Regions from separate parts of the Mustela erminea genome. Here region 1 is linked to region 2. Evidence: chromatin contacts called from public Hi-C data. All regions are on one chromosome and are shown on one strand. Each heading gives the region's core, a stretch centred on a gene start, on an enhancer-like site or on the middle of the called end of the contact. The rest is flanking DNA. Distances are from core to core; before and after follow the strand shown.

Region 1 (5,309 bases), core at 2,476-4,975, 130 kb before region 2:
TTTTCTCCACCCTTCCCACATTATCTTATCATGTTTTTTTGCCTCTGGAATTTTAGTGTAGTGCTACTATTCAACTTTTAAGATCCTGATGGTGTAGAATTCAAAATATTGCTCCCTGGGTGCTACTAAATAAGTTTTAGTTGCATCAGGATATTCTGAAGTTGCTAAGTGATACCCAAGCCACCATTCAGGATAATATTGATAATGCCAAAAAGTGATCTATAAACACAAACATTAAATAATTGCCCACTGATAAATTTAGAAATAGTAAATCTTAAAGCTTTAGGGATGTTTTAATCAGCTGACTTTTAGTGAGTGCTATCACTTACCATTGCGCTAAGTGCTTGTCAACAAAATAATGAGGTGGGTTAGATTATTTTCCCTCTTTTTACAGTGTCTAAGTGAATGGCAGAGCAAGATGATAGGCACCTTGAATATTATATAGTCCAGCCGCTGTGTGCATTTGTATGCTTCTAGTGAAGGATGTGGAGCTTGTTACATTTTGAGACTATTTTATATTTACATGACTTCTTCATATTCTGAGCTAAAATGTGTGTTTCTAAAGCTCCTAATCATCAGTTCTAGTCTTGCCCCACCTCACTGCCCTGGCCCAGGACAAGTTTAATTCTTTTTTCATGTAGTATCCCTTTGGTTATTTCAAGATATTTCTTCTATCTCTCATGAATTCTTCAACTCTTCCTCATAAACCAGGGTTTCAAGACTCCTTACCATCTCAGGTGGCTGGTCTTTATTATATTCCTCTAAAAATGATCATATTACTTAGATGTGGTCTAAACAGAATAAGGCAGAGTTTCCCTTCCTCCTTGTTCCAGATGCTATATTTCGATCAATCTAGTCTAAAATTCCACTTAATTGATCTGAACTGCATATGGGGGAAAACGCAGCCTGCTCCCCATCGCCTTCCCTTGCCATGTGCTTGGTTTGGATGTTTATGTTCCTTTTCTGGTTCCGTCATTATACGAGCACATACTTTTCTTCTGCATGACCTTGATCCTCAATTCCTTGTAGCATAGTACTGATCTCTGCATGGGCACGTAGGTTACATTTATTTTCTCTTGGTTTCTATCACCTCATCTCTTCCCGCTTCACCTCCTGGATCCTACCTAGTTCAAAATCAGAGAATCCAAATTGCTTTCTAATCATCTTGTTTCTTTCAAATGTGAGGTAGGCATGTTCTGAATCTGGTGTATTTGGATGTGTCTATCCTGGTTAGCATTTACAATACATATGCTAACAGCCTGAGGCTGGCTGCCAAGAGAGTAGTTTGATTTGAAAATACTTTTCCTAAGCAGATCTCAACGAGTTTCGCTTTACAGGAGCTCCAGAGGAAAAAACACGACCCAGAGCTTGGTCATCTGAAGGCAAAAGGTGGTGAATGCATGCTTACTCTTCATTCCATGGACAGCTAAACTGATAACTAACCAGGTCGGATGATGAGAAGCATAATGGATGCAGCCTGGGTTCAAAACTTGACTCTGCAGATTGCAGCCTGGGCGATCTTGTGCTAGTTACTTAACTTCTCTGTGTCTCAATTTCCTCATCTGTAAAATAGTGGCAACAATTGTACCCACTTCTTAGGCCTGTTGCGAGGAGTTAATTTGTATAAAGAGCTTAGAACAGTGTCCGGCTCACACATAGTGAAGGACAGATATTCCTTCATGTTGGATAACACCAAAACAGAAAGGAGATTATTTCTCCTAGGCATTTAAGTTTTCCGCCTGCATCTTTACAAGCCTTAATTCACTGAGCCTTAGTATTGAGGTTTTGGCTTTATAAGGAAGCAGACTTTCAGAAGGAGGCTCAAGAGTCATTTGTGAATGAATGCCCCTCAATCTGGGGCTGGTGAGAAGCAGGGTAGAATTGTTATTGAAGAGGGAGAAAGGCTGGAAGAATTAAAATCTATCGGGGATGAGATCCAGCATTATCTTTCTTTTCTTCCTATTGAAACAACAACAACAGCAACAACAAAACTTTCAGACAAAAATGAGTAAATATGACTCCTTAGTGAGGGCTGTGGAACTACAGACCTTACCAAAAGAATTAAGTAAGTGGTCTACAATGGCCAATCTTTTGTGCTTTAAAAATCTCTGGATTTAAAAAATGAAAACATGACTTCCTATCCCCCTACCCCCTCTCAAAACCACCCCTCTTTTTAAGTCTTGGTCCTATAGCAGTTTCCTAAGGAATTCTACAAAATGTCAAAGGTTTCACAGAAACTTAAGTTTGCTAATGTATAGTCTACAATGTACACTCTACACTAACAGAAGAAATTAGTATAGGTTGTGTCAAATCGTGTTAAAATACAACATTAAATAAATGCAAAGAGCCCAGAACAAAGAAAGTGATTAAGCTGGTTTAACTGCATTCAACCCACTATGCTAAATCCCTGTAGGGGGCTTGAGTTAAACAACAAACTTGGTTTTTTTGGCCTAAATCCTTTTCTTCAAAGAATACATTTTTCTGGTAATTCCGATAAATTTGTTTTCATCTTCTTCATTTTTCAGTCCCTAGGGAAGCTGGGGTGAGAATAACCTATCCCATTGGGTTACATTTTAGGAAGAGATGGGACTGCGAAGAATGGAATAGAGATCAACTAACTATACAACTAAAGAGGCATTGGGTTAACCGAGGAATGGGAGGTGTGCGATTGTTCAGCCCCAGAAAAAGGCCAGCTAGTGACGCCCGGGATGAGGATTTTATCCGGCAGTGAATCAAGGAAGACTGAGAGGGAGATAATAAGGTGTAATTATAGCAGTGCTGTTAGTGCCTGTTTATGGGGTCTGGCAGCAATTTGGTTGAACACCCCTCATTTTGAGAAATTTGTAATTTGGCAGTAAGAATTCTTGCCTTAAAATTTGGCACAAACCCTCACAGTTTAATATTGCAAAATCTGGGAAATGTTGAAATGTGGCTGCTATTCTAATTGAACTTTTTCAGGCTCTTTCGAATTGGTTTTTTTCCTGTTGGATTCAGAAACAAACGCCTTTTTAAAAGTTCACGAAGGTTTTTTAGACTACAGACTCAAGTAAGCTTACAAGCAGATGTACTGCTGTAGTAAACGCTCACGACTTAAATCTTTGTGTACACACAGTTGCGGGGGAAGGGTGGGGGCTTTAACTTGAAAAACCCGAGTTCATTCTGTTTGGTAGCCCTTTAAAAATTCCTCACAATCAGTATTTTGTTTAATTTCCTTTGAGTCGGAGCGGTGCAACGTGGTGGTGCTCTTGGTTTTATCAACCGACTGCTTCCCCCAAGATTATTCTCCGTTGTTTTAAAGTAGAAGGGAGGTCACCAGGCTTTAGTGAAATGCGGCCAACTCCGGCTGGGACCAAGTTGGCCCAACCGACTTCTCTAAAGTAACTGGAAGTTTTCTGACAGGAAACCGGTCAGTTCTTGTAAGTCTCGGCTCCGGTTCCCACGGCCCCGGCGGCGGAGGCGCCCCCGACGCCCCTCTCTGGGCCGGGGAGGGGCGCGGGGTGCGGGGCGCTGTGGGCGGCAGGGGGCAGCAGCGGGAACCCGTTGTTCTCGAGGCGGGGGGTGGGGCGGGAAGCCGCGCCCCCCCCGTTTCCGCGCCCCGCTCCCTCCCCTCCCCCTCTCACGCCTTCCCTCCCCTCCCCGCGGGGAGGAGGGCGGGGGGTGCGGAGCCCTCTCCCGGGACAGGGGGCGTGCGCGTCCCCTCCGCTCCCCTCCCCCCGGCCGGGCTCTCCTGGCTCCCCGAGGCGGGAGTTTCCAGGAAGAGCTCAGAGCGCGGCCGCACCACCGAGCGCACGGAGACATCAAGTAGTCCCTCAGAGCAACATTATTAGGGAATTCTAGCTGCCAGGGGCTGTCAGAGTCGCAACCCCGGAATGATAGCGGGTGACAGCCTGGCCTGAGGAGCTCAGAGAAAGAGGTCCGAGCTTCCACTGTGCATTGCCGGAGAAAGATGTGTGGGGGAGGCGGAACGAGTTCCGGCGGAGGGCTCGGGCGCGCCCGGTGGAGTGAAGCGCCGCGCGGTCGAAGCGCACACGGAGTTAAAGTGGGCGGGAAAACCCGGAGCGGACTGTCCCTGACACGCCCAGGACCTCCCGTCCCATTTTTCGTGGGGGAGGAGGACGAAAAGAGCAAGGGAGAGAAATGTGTTTCCTTTCCCTGCTACCTAAACCCCCACTGAAGAAAAAAGTGACGACCCGCCAACGGGTACGCGCGGCAGGACGCTTAGGTCCCGCCAGGGCGAGGAGGTGCCGCGTGACTCCTCCTTCTCTAACGTCCGCACCGTCGGCGCACCGCGCGCGGTCAGAAGCCCAGGCCTGTGAGCCGGGGGAGAGCTGAGCGCGCGCATGCGCGCGGTGGCGCGCGCTTCCCGCCCCTTTCCTGAGAGCGTTCGCTTTCCCCCTCCCCCCACGTTCCTGTGCCGCCACCTCAGAGCTTCCCCCGCACCCAGCCCTGTCTTTTCGGGGGAGGTGGCCCGTCTTGCCTATCCACTGACTAACCCCTTCACCTCAGCTTCGCCCCGCCTTCCCTGAGCTCCGGTACAAACTCCGCAGCGAGCGCTCGGCTTTCACATTCCCGCCTCCGCCCTCTATTTCCCCTCCCAACCCTGAAGCACTTCCTGCGAACTGCCCGGGTCTCGCTCTCCTCCGCGCGCCGCCTACTCCCTGCCCCGACTGGGTGGCTGCCTTCACGTTGGCAGAGCCACAGCTTGTGATCCTGTAATTCTTCCTCCAAGTTGCGATCGCCTGCTCCATTTTACAGATGGGGAAGTTAAGGCCCAGAGTTCTAACAGGCTGGATTCTTCGAGTTCTTCCCCAGATTGAACCATAACTGACAATGGAAAGATAAACCCTCAATTTCCTAGAGTTTCAAGCAACCTTGGAAAGACAGCCCCCCAGTCTTTACCTTGGGATCCTCAGTCCGTCAGCAACAGCCATAGAAACAATTTACCCCAAATCAACTCTGTAGTGTTTACTACGTCAGATAAAGGGCCAATTCGAGATCCTAGACTTAGAGGTGATAAGAGGTTATTTGTTCAATGTAAAATCGCTTTTTAACGTGATGTGTCATGTTTTCTCCTAGATCTTGTAATTCTCTTATTCCTCCCCCCATTTGAGAGAAGTTTTTAAGGTTTTGAAAACATTGTGATGGAATTTGTTTCCTCGATTTAAAAAAAAAACCTATTTTATCTTAAAAGATAACTTTTCCTTTTTGTTAATGTTTGGTTATTATTATCCTGAATTCCTCCTCTTCCCAAAGTCAGTTCTTCCATGGGCTTCAGCTCTAATTTGAGTTATGTGTGAGAGGCTTGCAAG
Region 2 (5,379 bases), core at 2,162-4,661:
GGAAACCTGAAACAAGTTTTCTAGTGAGTACCTACTTGTGTACCAGATTTTGTTCATCACATCATCCTGCAAGGGATCGAGGACGGTGCCTGGGACTCAGTATTCTGGCTCGCATTTTACCGTTGAGGAAAGCGGCTGGTTTGAGCTCAAGCACCAAGCGAGGTTCCACAACCGAGGCCCTCCTTCCTGGGTCAGAGGACAGGCAGGAGTAACTGAATCTAGCCGCGGAGCTCAACAGGCAAGATTGGTTTTTGTCGTAGTCAGCATGAGGTAAAAATTGTCCCAAGAATTTCAATCAAGTGTTCATCAAGCTAAGTGCTTTTAAAGTGCGGTTGTTAATATTTGGGTCAGGGACAAGAATCAGTATTCCTCTATTGATTGAGGGGGAGGTAGAGACAATTGCTAACCTTCGTCAACCAAGACACCTTCCTAGGACCCTTCTGGGAAAAAAACTACATGGGAAACTTTTCATATCTATATTTTGGTGAGCTGTGTTGCTAATGACTATTTTTGTACTGGGCCTCTTGAGCTCCATTTCTAGTCTAGAAAGTGCATTTCTGGGCTATGTGTGGAGCATTACCTAGGAGTTTGGTTTCCTGGGTTCCTTTCATCTGCTCCCCTGCAATGCAGGGGGAGCCTACCCTGGTCTCCAGTTTCCGACTGGAGTTACCACAGACTGAGAGAACTGCTAGCCACTGAGCTGTGAGTAATTTGCTTTTGAGAAGTAAATAGAACCTAGCCAGTAGAGAACCCAGGGGTGTGGCCAGTAGTTCTTTCCCAGGCTCCTCCCTCCCCACCCCCCAAATGACCTTAACCTTCTTTCATAGCTGGAGAGCTGCCAAGTCTGGCCCAAACAATACTCACCACCTCATTGGCTCTTTTGCCTTGCAGCCACTGCCACCCCCAAGCGGCTAAGGCCCTTCCCACTAGGCCTCTCAGTGGGGTCAAGGTTTTCTAACTACTGAAAGGCAAACACTGACGGAAGGGTGAAAAATATTTAGTGTCCATGGCCTTTAAAAGATCAGTGTTTGACTCCTGCAGTTGATAGGCCGAGTGCGGTCTTTGTCCCGCTGTGGATGGACATCTTCAAATGACACAACAGAGGCCAAAAGAAACATCCAAAACCTGATTGGTGCCACCCCAGATTTCAGGATGGATATAAATGTCACCCAGCACCCTTGGAAACTGCCAGTGAATGCCCACTGAGAAAAGACAGAGGATAAAGTTCTGGGAAGGCACAGCTGCCTGTCATCATAGGTTATTAGCCCCTGCCTGCCTGCTAAGTTGGCAGTGACAGAATCAGAGGCCAGTGCGGTTGCTTTTGTCCCATAATGGCATGGCCTCAAAGCCAAGATCAGGGTCAGCTATGCCATCATTCCCATGGGACTGGGACTGGGCCTGTGGAAAGTCTAGTGTATGAAACTGAATTACTGAGAATGGATACACAGGTCTGTTCCTCTACTCAGTCTGGGGCCAAGGGCATCTTCAGATATGGTACAGGAGCCAGGCAAGGCAGCTACAGAAAGAAATGAGTTGTCAGGTTGCCCCAGCATGGTGAGGGCTCCATGATAAAGACAGCAGCCTGTCTTTATCAAGCACTTTGGGCCAAGCACTAGAAAATCCATGAGGTAGATATTAATACCATCTCCATGAGGACAAGGACTGTGTCTGTCTTGCTCAGAGCTACATCCTGATCCCCTGTCACATGGTAGGAACTCCAATTTTGTGGACTAAATCAAATAGATAAGATAGGAATTTATTAGAGGAAAGAGTAGTTAGGAGCTGTTAAGATGTGGTATGCCCTATGCAAGGCTCTTGGCATAGCCTGTACAGATTCTTAGTTGTGTGGAACAAGAGGACGAGAGGGAAAGAAGTAAACCCAAGAAAGTTTAAAATAGTGTGGAGTGGCAGGAAGAAAAGCCAGCCTGGAGATCTGAATGCAAGTCTTGCCTTTGCCACCAGCTGTGTCATTTAAGGCTGGCCACTTCCCCCTTTTCTGAGCCTAGTTCCCACATCCATAAACTAGAGGTATCAGTTAAACAAACTGGTTTATAAACCAGATCTTTACTGAGTACACACAACGCGCAAAGTTCTGTTGTAAGTGCTGGTAATACTTCAGTGAATGTGGCCCCCGCTCTCTCAAGCTTATATTCCGTAAGAGGGAACCAGACAATGAGAGCAGTAAAATTCATAAACAGAACAATTAGGTGGTGAGAGGTGCTATGAAGATAACAGAACAGGGTGATGGGATAGTACAGGGGGCTGGTTGTGGCTCGGTAGTGGGAGAGAGCTTCTCTGAGGAGGCCACCTTTCAGCTGAGACCTGAAGGTAACGGCCTGGCCAAAGGGTGGTCTGGCAGTGAGGCATTTCAAGCAGAGGAAACACAAGAGCAGAGCCAGGCAATTCTGAGACACAGAAATGCTGTAACTCTTTTACCTTCTAGGATTCCAGAAACAGTGATGCACTGCTTGTATTGTTTAGGTCAGGGATTTGTATTATGAAATCATTTGTTGGTGGTATGGGATATTTGCTTCTTCATGGAAGTGACTGGATGGTATAGAATCTTTCTGGAACCCTTGGCTACGTCTCTGTCTCCCTGGCTCTCCCACAGTGCTGGTTGCTCGGCTGGCTCCCTGTGTAGATGGATGCAGGCTCCATTTTAGCTGCAGACTCCAAAAGCAGACTGGAGAGAGTTGCCTCCTCAATTACTTAACCACGGCCTTGAAGACCCTTCTAGAACCCCCTCCCATCCCACCTAGTCTTCCTCCATTCTGACAAGCCAGGGCTTTGAGAGCACAAGGTTCAGCTTTCTTGTTTTCCTGTCAGAGCAAGAGCCAGAAAATAAAACAGGAAACAGAGCGGAAGGGGGGGGGAGGTAGCAGAGAAGGAAAGGAAGGAGAAATTGCTGGAAAGTAGAGCTGAAGATCTGGACAAAGTTCTACCTCTCAACGGGTGACAGTTGAGCTGTTAGAAAACATTCTGACTTGTCACAAGAGACCCCTGTCCTTTTTTACAGACAGATTTTTGAGGGAATTTGGTGTGGATGGAGAAACCCTTAAGAATGCCTGTCTTTTTCCCTTGTGAATTCACAAAGCGAGTACAGTTCATTGCTTGGTTTTGTCTTGCAAACAGAGTACTGCTGGGAGCCTCATGGAGTTCTAGAGATTCAAGCCACAACCTCAGGCCCCAGTCACGAGTGTGCACCACAGCCTTGCCGATTCACTGACAGGCCTTTGGAGCAGAGAACAAGTGTGTGTCAGTGAAAAAAACTGCGGAAGAGTCTTCTCCATTTTTTTCCCTTCTTCAACTCAGGACTGACATGTGATTTCTTCTATATCCACCTCACACACAACAGTATCTTAGGCCGGCTTGGGTGTCAGAGTCTGAAATGAGTTAGAATCAAAAAGTGCCTTTCCTGGCCCCCACAGAACTGATGGAGGCCAGTTTTGCTTGCCTGGAGAGATAGCAACCATCCCTTTGTTCCCACCCACACTAATAGCTGTGGCAGAAGATAAACCCCTCCCTCGCCAGGTCTGTGGCCAGAGGCAAACGCAGACCCCAGCTCCGTTTAGACGACCGATAACTGAAACCACAGAAGGCTTTGGAATCCTGAGAAACGAGAAATCCACCAACGGAGAAGGATTTATTATCTGTTTCCTTGAAGGAGGGTGCAAAGTTGTTCTAACAGTTTCCGTTACAGGGGTACCCACTGGCCGCTCCTCCCTAACAGCCTTTTTTGTTGAGTTGGCTTCTTGGGCGTTGCTTCTTCTTTTTTGGCCCCACTTCCTACCAGGACAACTGTTTGAGGAAGAGCCCTGGGGGGCGTTCTCGGCACCGTCCTCATTAGCACCTGAGGTGGGGCTGAGGATCGAATTAGGTCCCCGTTATCTTGAGGAAGGGGAAGGCAGGGGGATCCCCCCACTTTCCTCACACCGGACGCTGGCCACAGAAACCCCAAGGCTCCTCTTTCTATTCAGAGACCATCTATTGTGTGCCAGGCCCTGTGCTGAGCGGTTGACGCCTGACGGCAGGGAAAGTGCGGCTCTGGCTTCGGTGCAGAGGCCCCAAGAGCCTCCTCCGCACAAACACGTCGGGAACTCAGTGGATGTTTGTGGGCTGCAACCGGGCGAGAACGCCGACTCTGCCACAGTAGCACGGACGGGCTAACTGAAGGCTAGGGAGGGGACCTGAGGCGCGCGAAGCGCCGGCGGGAACTCTTCAGGTGTCACCAAGGCGGGAAGGTGCCACGGCGGAGGGCACAGACTCTTGGTGCTAAGGCGTCCCCGCCCCGCGCGCCCGGAGTCAAGATGGCCGCCGCGGAGGGGGGCGGGGCAGCTCCGAGACCGGGCAGGAGGGGGGCGGGGCCGCCTTGGCGGAGCTGGTGCGCAGGCGCAGGCCGCTCGGGGTCCCGGATGAAGGAGCTGAGGTTCGGGCTCCGCCTGGGAGGTCGAGATGGGCTGGGGCTACGGACTCGGCGCCAGCTTGGGAGCATTGGAGTTTTTGGGGAGGAGGGAAGTTGTCAAACGGAGGCCGAGGGAAATGAGGCGGAGGTCGCCGAGAAGCGGAGAGCCCCGCCCCTCCGCCATAGCGTTCTCCCGATGCCGCCACTTCCTTTACAGCCTCCCGCCCTCCCCTGCCTTCCGGCCGTAGGCCGGCTCTGGCCGGGCCCCACCGGCCCCCTCGGGAGTGTCCCCGAACCGTGGCCCCTTTGGGGAGAGGTGGTTCCCACTACCCGCCTGGGACTGTGTCCGAAAGGAAAGGCTTAGGATGGGTTTCGGACCTGGCTGGGGTTGGCAGAAGGCGGCCCCTGGCTCGCGACAGCCGGCGATGCCTCTGGTCCCGAGGACCCTGGGTCACGGAGACTTCCCTATTGTACAGAGGACGCTGTCCTACTCCCATGGGTCCCGGGCTCCAATTCAGGCTTCTCCGGAGTCTGAGCTAGGGCCCTCCCTTCTCTAAGCATACCCAGTAAGAGCATGCGCTGTCTTTGGATAAGTATTGGGCTCGGAGTTGGGAGTCCTGGGTTGTTACCATGGCTCTGAAAGAGCACATGCCCTTTGGCCTGGTTGAGGGCCGGTGGGAAGATCATGAGGTTCCAGAAGGGAAAAAGGAGATATTCGCTTTAAATATAGCCCAGGGTGTGTCACATGACCCCAATGAGCCTCAGTTTCCACATCCATAAAACGGCGATGGTAATTATACTGGCCTCACACGGTCTAAACCGTGGAGATTTTTATTAGTCCCCACTCTGGGCATATTTATCTCCCAGGAAAATAGAGTAAAACTAGTTGCTCCTAAGCGTCCTGCCAATTCAAGAGTTTGTGATTTTGTAAAGGGGTTGTTGGGAAGCGAGGTCTTCAACTAGCCCAGAGGGACAAC

What was found. A called contact is a pair of places that touch in the nucleus more often than the background predicts.
Region 1: a contact with region 2 is called in a Hi-C map of skeletal muscle, with 11 times the contacts expected there. The contact joins the enhancer-like site here to the promoter of PIGV in region 2. A contact is called at or near these places in 2 of 3 Hi-C or Micro-C datasets (skeletal muscle and spleen).

What each region holds. Positions count from the first base shown.
Region 1 is chr10:90,278,022-90,283,330 of mMusErm1.Pri, reverse strand. No RefSeq gene overlaps it. Among named protein-coding and RNA genes, the nearest start is that of ARID1A, 57 kb to the right of the region's middle. Within about 2 kb of position 3,725, the one cell type or tissue checked has open chromatin away from gene starts, as enhancers often do.
Region 2 is chr10:90,145,320-90,150,698 of mMusErm1.Pri, reverse strand. PIGV (GPI mannosyltransferase 2) reads left to right here and starts at 3,411. Exons shown (of 5, transcript XM_032302209.1): 1 at 3,411-3,855.